Regions from separate parts of the Mus musculus genome. Here region 1 is linked to region 2. A link is a contact called in public Hi-C data. All regions are on one chromosome and are shown on one strand. Each heading gives the region's core, a stretch centred on a gene start, on an enhancer-like site or on the middle of the called end of the contact. The rest is flanking DNA. Distances are from core to core; before and after follow the strand shown. Region 1 overlaps Tiam1 (T cell lymphoma invasion and metastasis 1). Region 2 has its middle 21 kb from the start of Gm52239.

Region 1 (3,924 bases), core at 953-3,452, 170 kb after region 2:
AGCTACCAAACTTTTGCCGAGTAACTGCCCTCTTACAGTCTTACCAAAGTACACATGGGTTCCAGCTTCCCCACTCCCGTAACAACACTTGTTACTTTCCAGTTTAGAAACAAAAATACACACACACACATGAGCACACGCATGCACACCAGGCTGGCAGGATGGATTGTTTGGCACAGTGCTGGCAAACAATCTAAGCTAAGTTCACTCAGCCCCAGGACCATGCGAAGGTGGGGGGAGGGAACTGAGCCCACAAGGTTGCCCTCTGACTCCACACGCATCGCTATCATAGTGACACAGTATCCATAGAGATTTACCATGTAGCCAGGCATGGCAGTGCACGGCCTTAATCCTGTAACCTGGGAGGTTACACAGACGGGTCTCTGTGAGTTCCAGGCCAGGCAGATCTACAGACTGAGATTCTTTCTCCGGGAAGCAGGGTGGGAATTCAGGCAGAGTTATATGGTGAGGGAAAAGCCACCACTGTAGTGATTATGAATAGTATCTCACTGTCATTTTGACTGGCACTTTTTAAATCGTTCATGATATAGGGTGTATTTTCCGTCATGGGGCATGCTTATTCGGCCACAGGTATGTATGTATGCCCTCTGGGGAAATGAAAACTCAAGTGCACGACCCATTTTATAACAGGACTGTCTTTAGTCCTTCTTGACAGTTTGGCCTTGGTGTTCACAGCAGCCAGGAAGTGGACACAGATAAAGAAAGCAAAATCTCGACATATTAGAAAATGTGATTCTACCAAGGTCTCTGAGCCATGCCACGGTATGGATGGGCCTTGGAGGCAGGGTGTTAAGTGAAATAGGACACGCACAGCTTCCACTATAGTAAGCTCGCAAAGTCAATGTAAGACGGAGGTTCGCAGGGCCTGGGGCAGGTTGGGTGGAGGATAAGAAGTGGGATAGGATTGCCCAACGAAACAATTCTGTCTGGGATGGTGAAAGCTGTGCTAATAACTGCACAGCCACTCATTTAAAATGGCTAATTTTATGTTGGGCATATTTTACCATGCCAAAAAAAAAAAAATAGTTCAGCATACTGTTTACTTTATACTTCTAAGTGTAGTCAAAAAATATTAGTCAAGACGGTTTTAAAGAGTGTCCTCCACCAAGGATGCTGGAGTTGAAGAGTCTCTGAAATAATAAGGAGCCAGGAAATGACACTGGGGGTACACGGAGTCGGGGCTCAGCAGGATCACCCCTGATGTGCAGTGACAAGGGATGACAGTGCCTTCGTCCTCACGGGGCCTCATCCCATAGAGAACTGTGAATAGAAAGTGACCTCGGAGGGTCACTGCTGAGAGACGGGGATTACAAAAAAGAACTGCAAAAAGAGATGGGACAAACCGCGTTCCATAGGGGCCCTTGGGCCTGCATCTGGGCCTCCAGCAGACTCTGTCCTCTGAAATTTCGAGGCGCCCTGTGTTTTTCTGTGTCCCTCAAACACTCCACGAGAGAATTTTTAAAGTGAGCTGTACTGCATAAACACCGGCTCGAGGCTAGAGATGGCTCACTGCTGGTGAAGGCACGTTGTCACTGTGCCTGACCTTCTGAGTCGGTCCCCAACAGTGTCCATCCTCGCCCCCTCCCCCACATCGACCGGAGCAAAGGGACTGCTCGAGAAGAAAACACAGGGCAAGGAGGGGACTACTTATTTCACTACCCAAAGACTAGATTTCTAGGCTTGCTCTAGATTTATTTAAGGGACATTCTAATTTATTTAACCCACCAACAGAGGCCCCCACAGCACAAGGAAATTGGGATGAGCAATACACCAATGTGACAATAACACTCAGAGAACAGTCTTGTCACAGAGTGTGCTTGTGTCCCGGAGGGACCTCCAACCAAAATAACAAGCATTCACCCACCGTGTACCTATGCTAACAGATACATGTCTGCCTTTAGTGCCCTGAAGACTGAGAATAAACAGGAATCCGCCGGAGCACTGAAGAGCCTGCCTTTCCAATACTTCCTGTAGCTTGCTTCCACACACCACCGTCAAGAAGGGGAATATTATGTTGTGAAACCAACAGCACACTTGCTACAGCTGCTAGGGAGTTCTGTAAATGGAGCTAAAGGTTTTCTGTTTAAAAACCCAAGCATCCCACTCCTCTGAGCTGTGTGCATACGCTTCACTCCCTGCCAAGTGCTTTTCTCCACTTGTCAGGCAGCAGCCCTTGATCTCAAAGGGAAGAGCCCAGCTCCCCTCCCACCAGCCCACAGCTGGACTTCCCACAGCTAACGACAGGACAGGACTGGTCCACTTCCCAATGGCTTTTGTGCTGCTTGACTCTGCTGATGGACAAAGCCCCGTGCCTCCTTTGTGGGAAAGGAATGGCTCTCTCCAGCTTGTTCTATTATCCCGACTTACAGGGGATGCGTTCCGGAGGGAGGGCATCTGGGTACAAGGGAGGCCTCAGGCTACTAACTAAAAATCACTTATTAGCAGCTGGACCGGCAGCTGATATTTCAAAGGCGCTGCCTACCTACCTGAATATCAAACCAAAAGGATTGGAAAGAAAACCAAATTTCCTCACTAGCCATGGCATCATCCCCAGTCCTCGCCACAGAACTCCCCATGAGGTCGCAGAGGAAGCAGAAAACAGAAGAAGCCATCTGAGGGGACAGTGCTAACAAGCTGGGGTGAGAGGGCACTCTGCACCTGTCTGCTAAGGCATTCTCACCAGGCAACACTTGCAGAGAACCTCTATGGCCAGATGAAAGGCAAGGTGGGGTGCAGAATGCTTGTCATTGTCACTCTGCTGGCCCCAAAGGCCGTCCCCCCATGGTCTCTGCTGCCGTTATTACAGTGATTTTCCTCTAGCCCTTCTTACCTTCCGGCAATTAAGACGCACTTGGGGTTTTAAGATCACTAGATGAAAGGGGGGCCAGATGTGAACGTTATTATTATTTTGTTCAAAGCAGACCGGTCCACTAACATCTGCGGACAAGTTTACTACACACCACTTAAAACAGACGAGCCAGGTCAGATGCCAAAAAGCCCCAGGTTTGTATTTCTGAAGGCATCCGACATCTACCACATGTTTTCAGGCTGTGATTTCAGATGAGGCTCCTGAGAGAAGGTTAACTTTCCAGTCGGCTGCCAGAATCAGAAAGAGACGTGTGCAGTGGAGAAGGATCAGCTGCACGCCTGGAGCTGGAAGGGGCGAGGCGGACGAGGGTGGAGGGGACGGCTCGCCAATCGGAAGGTACAGGGACACTGGGCTTCAGAGAGCTGTGGATTATCTTCAAGCATTTTTCATCCATCCTTGAACTCCTTACAGAATTCCTCAACTAACTCCCCTCAAATGATGAAAGCCCTTTTCTTACCAACTATAAAGACAGGGGCTTATGCCTGGAGAAGCTTAAACTTTATTAACACAGACCCAATGGCACCGGAGGATCTGGTTCTGTGCGCAATAACAAAATGTAATCAGTGCTCAGAGACATGGACGGCTGGGAGCAGTGGTCCAAACGAGGAAGTTGCTTGGTCTACCCTCAACTCCGGAGCCTATTAACACTTGAATCGGGTTGGACTCCCTTAGACCAGAGCCCTCAAAAGGCCTCTATTACACCACACCCAACTTTCTTCCTTGAGCCCAAGCCTCAGGGATCTCCATGAAAATCCCTGAAAATAACAGGCCCAGCGCTCTGGCCTCTTATTACCAGAAGAACTCAATGCCCTGCCCCTGGTCATCTTGATAGTGTCGCCACAAGAGTCCTCTCTGTGTAACCCTTCTATTCCAAACCCTTGCTTCTCTGATCTCCATGGTCACAGTCACCTCCCATATGGCGCGGATGCTCTCTTCCTTCACCACAATGCAGGTACAAGAGGGCAGAGAGATTCCTCCCAGTCTTGTTCCCCACTGAATCTCCACTGTCTGGAACTGGAGCGTGACACGAATGA
Region 2 (3,782 bases), core at 784-3,283:
GATTACAACTGGGCACCACCATGTCCGGCCCTCTGGACTGTTTTTGTTGTTGTTGTTGTTGTTTTGGTTTTGGGTTTTTTTCCTCTGAGGCTACTGGAGAAGCTGTTTCTCAGCACCTAAAGTGGAAAGAGCCTAGGGCCCAGGAACTGTGAGCTCTGTAAGACCTGGTGATGGTGAATTAGAGGCCAGGAAGCTTGGCTCAACACCCTACCTAATAAGTGATGAGAGGCAGGATGGTTTGGTGATGAGATTATTGCTGCCCTGGAAATGAAATTCTGTCCCAGGTACATACCCACTCACCTGCCATGTCTACTTCAGGGAGACGCCCCCACAGGAGCCCCAAACAGACTCCAATTCACAGACTCTTAATTTACAAAGTTCCAATATCACTTGCTGAAAGTGGTGCCTATGAAGTAATAACTTCATTGGCAAGATGTCATTTGTCAAAACTAGTAACACAAATATTGTTCCTCAAAATTGTCCCACAGCGAATGAATGACATTTCTAAAGTAGGTAACTTTACTAAAACTCCTGTATTTCCACTACTCCCAGAATAGGACACACACATATGAACTCACAACACACATGAACTCACAACATACAAATTCACAACACACACACAAATGAACTCACAACACACATATGAATTCACAACACACACACAAATGAACTCACAACACACATATGAGTTCACAACACACAACACAAATTTACAACATACATATACACACAAACTCACAATACCCACATTGTAGGAAGCCAACTCTAAGATGGCGCAGGTTTCTGGTGTGCCGTTGTCATAAACAACATCAGCGCAGGTGTAAACCAGAGATTGGCGCCAACCCCTCCCGAGCAGGTGCATGCTAATTAGGCATCGACAGACTGACCAATCCCAGGAGGACACGAAGCCTTTCCCTGTGCTGGGGTGCATATAAGCAGACCTCCCTGGGTTCCCGGGGTCCCCGTAGCAGCATCAAGGTGTTCCTGCAATAAAGGCTGTTGAGAAGAATCCGACCGTGTTGTGTCTTCCTTGCCGGCCGAGGTGGGCGCGACACCACATGAACTCACAGCACACACAGGAACTCACAACACACACTCACAAATGTATGCATCCGCTGGCTGAGCTCTCTTTCCCACACCACAGGCAGCATCTTTCACGTGAGGACGCCGATTCCCATGCCCCTCATCAGCATCTTTCATGTGAGGATGCCCGCTCCCATGCGGTCCATTAGCATCCACACCGTCCTCACCAGCTTGTCAGTTCTCTCTGGCGCTTGGTGCGGTCCATACCAGAGTCACAGCTTTTCTAAATGTGACAGCACCACGGTGAACTCTGGGTCAAAACTGGAGATGCAATTCCCCAGCGTCATCCAACCTCACCTCATGCGCCCCCTACTCCGTGCCCTTTCACCAAATCATCTTAAAGGATTCCTCTGCACACGCCAGTGGAGCCCACCCCTGACGGGCACCCAGCCCCGTCCTCAGCATCACCATCCTGTTCACTTACTTCACGGATGCAGCTAATTGCTCAATCTCGGGGCATAGGTCTACGTCTCCAATCCTTGGGGCGAGTGTTAGGACTGGAAATAGAGATGAGCAGACGCTACCCTGAGAGTTCCGTCGATGCGTGTGCTGTCAATCACCAGAGACTTGCTCCTCAATACTTATTTTATGTATATGGGTGCTTTGCCTGCAGATCTGTCTGTGCACCGTGTGCATGCTGTGCTTGAAGAACCCAGAATGTACCATCGTCCTCAGAACTGGAGTGACAGTCTATTGCCAACCACCAAGCCGGTGCTGGAAAACGAACCTGGGTCCTCTGGAAGAGCGTTGAGTGCTCCTAAACCCTGAGCCGTCTTCCCAGCACCTACCCTAAAGCTGAACCCTAGACAAGCCCAACTGCGCAGGTATGTGAGCCCAGACAGACGCTTCTTTAGAGTGAGAGGGAAAAAGGGAATTGCAGCCTGGATCCTTCCAAGTTCTAAATACGATGCGGCACTTCGTGGATCCATCACGAGGGGGCACCAGAGAGGCGTCCTCGCGCACAATTTGGAGGGACCTGCCTGAAGCCAACCGGGTTATGTTGGACCAAAGCAAAGGGGCAGGGGTGGGGAGAGGCAGAACACGATCCTCTCACTCCCTCCAAAATCAGGCAAATCCATGGTTCGTCCAGTTATAGCAGCAGCAGCCAACTCGTGAGGATCCCTAAAACTTCCTTACTGCATTAAAGCAAACACCAGTGCCGAGCACTTCGCTGCCAGGGTTTCAGTTAAACGATGGATTTTCGAGGGAAATTGAATCCAACTGGCACATTACAATCAACTGCATGCCTTTAAACACAGCGACGTTCCCATCTTAACCCAAAGCAAGAGGCTCCAGGACCACCTTGGGGGCGGGGGCAGATTCCCGCCAAAGTCTGATGCTTCTTGCTCTGTTGGCTCTCTCAGCACTGGACCCTCGCTGCCTAATTGCTAAGCTAGCTTCAGTTCTTCACCGGCAGAGAAATCTAGGACTATCCTACAGATCTCCACCAGGGGGCAGGCAGGGTTCACGTAGTTGTTTGGGAGAAAGGCTTCCCACGCAGCATGCTGTTATCCATCCTACACGGATAAACCCGTAAAAGAAACACTAACTTAGCCTTCTTAGAGACTAGAAATTCCCTTTGTTGTTTGAAAGAAGCCGGGTTCGCATATAACAGGCAGGTCCTGTTATAGCCAATGGAAGCACGTTCTGGTTTGATATGCGCATTTGCTGAGCGGTATTGTATCTCTGGGTGGTCTTCCTCCATCACTGCCGGCAAAAGCCTCCATTTCTTTGTGTGTGTGTGTTTTGGTTTGGTTTTGGTTTTTCGAAACAGGGTTTCTCTGTATAGCTCTGGCTGGCCTGGAACTCACTTTGTAGACCAGGCTGGCCTCGAACTCAGAAATCCACCTGCCTCTGCTTCCCGAGTGCTGGGATTAAAGGCGTGTGCCACCATGCCCGGCTAAGCTTCCATTTCTTACGAGCCCTTTTTCTCTCCTCTCATTTGAAGATAGGGGTATTGGGCACATGCATCGACTGGATAGTTGAAGAGAGATGAATGAAAGATGAGAACAAGGAGTTTTGAAATGCATGATATGGATGCCAGAGAGAGAGAGGGAGAGAGAGCGAGAGAGAGGAAGAGAGAGAGAGGGAGAGAGAGAGAGAGGGCTCCTTTGCGTTGTCAATATCAAAATGGTCAAATGTATTGGAACCCACTTCTTCAGCAAATGCTTAGGGACTTTATTGTGAAGAACACTCAAGAAAACTATTTATAAACACTAGGAAATATGTCTCAAGGGGATGTTTTATGGCTACAGGGTAATTTGAATCTGCTGAAGAAGGATGCCTTTTTGGGTACATTCTGAAGAATGCTAAAGAATAACTAAGCAGGGTTCCCATTGTTTTAATTATTACCAATTTTTATTTAACACAAGCAAAGAGTTATTAGTTACAAATTTAGGGAGTAAAATCAGAAAACATGGTAGATGTGGTGACTCGAACATACATAATTCTGGAAGTTGAGAAGCTGGGACAGGAGGATTGCCATGAGTTCAAGGTTAACCTGGGCTTCTACGTGAGACCTCATCCTGATAGATAGAGATAGATAGATAGATAGATAGATAGATGATAGATAGATGATAGATAGATAGATAGATAGATAGATAGATAGATAGATAGATACAGAAATACAATGTGGAATTAATCAGGGAAATAACAGAATTTCTGGGAATCTATATCCTTAAAATCCTTATTCCTCCCAT

The links. Hi-C and Micro-C count contacts between places; a contact is called where the count stands out from the background.
Region 1: a Hi-C map of cortical neurons shows a contact between it and region 2, with 2.8 times the contacts expected there. The contact joins two enhancer-like sites. A contact is called at or near these places in 1 of 15 datasets of contacts at CTCF or cohesin (embryonic stem cells) and 5 of 484 Hi-C or Micro-C datasets (the N1E-115 cell line, cerebellum, cortical neurons and 2 more).

Annotation. Positions count from the first base shown.
Region 1 is chr16:89,942,024-89,945,947 of GRCm38.p6, forward strand. All of the region lies in intron 2 of Tiam1 (T cell lymphoma invasion and metastasis 1), which reads right to left. Among named protein-coding and RNA genes, the nearest start is that of Tiam1, 17 kb to the right of the region's middle. Within about 2 kb of position 2,203, at least 43 of the 459 cell types and tissues checked have an H3K27ac peak or open chromatin away from gene starts, as enhancers often do. A contact at or near this core is called in cortical neurons, where this site is marked.
Region 2 is chr16:89,771,973-89,775,754 of GRCm38.p6, forward strand. No RefSeq gene overlaps it. Among named protein-coding and RNA genes, the nearest start is that of Gm52239, 21 kb to the right of the region's middle. Within about 2 kb of position 2,034, at least 66 of the 459 cell types and tissues checked have an H3K27ac peak or open chromatin away from gene starts, as enhancers often do. A contact at or near this core is called in cortical neurons, where this site is marked.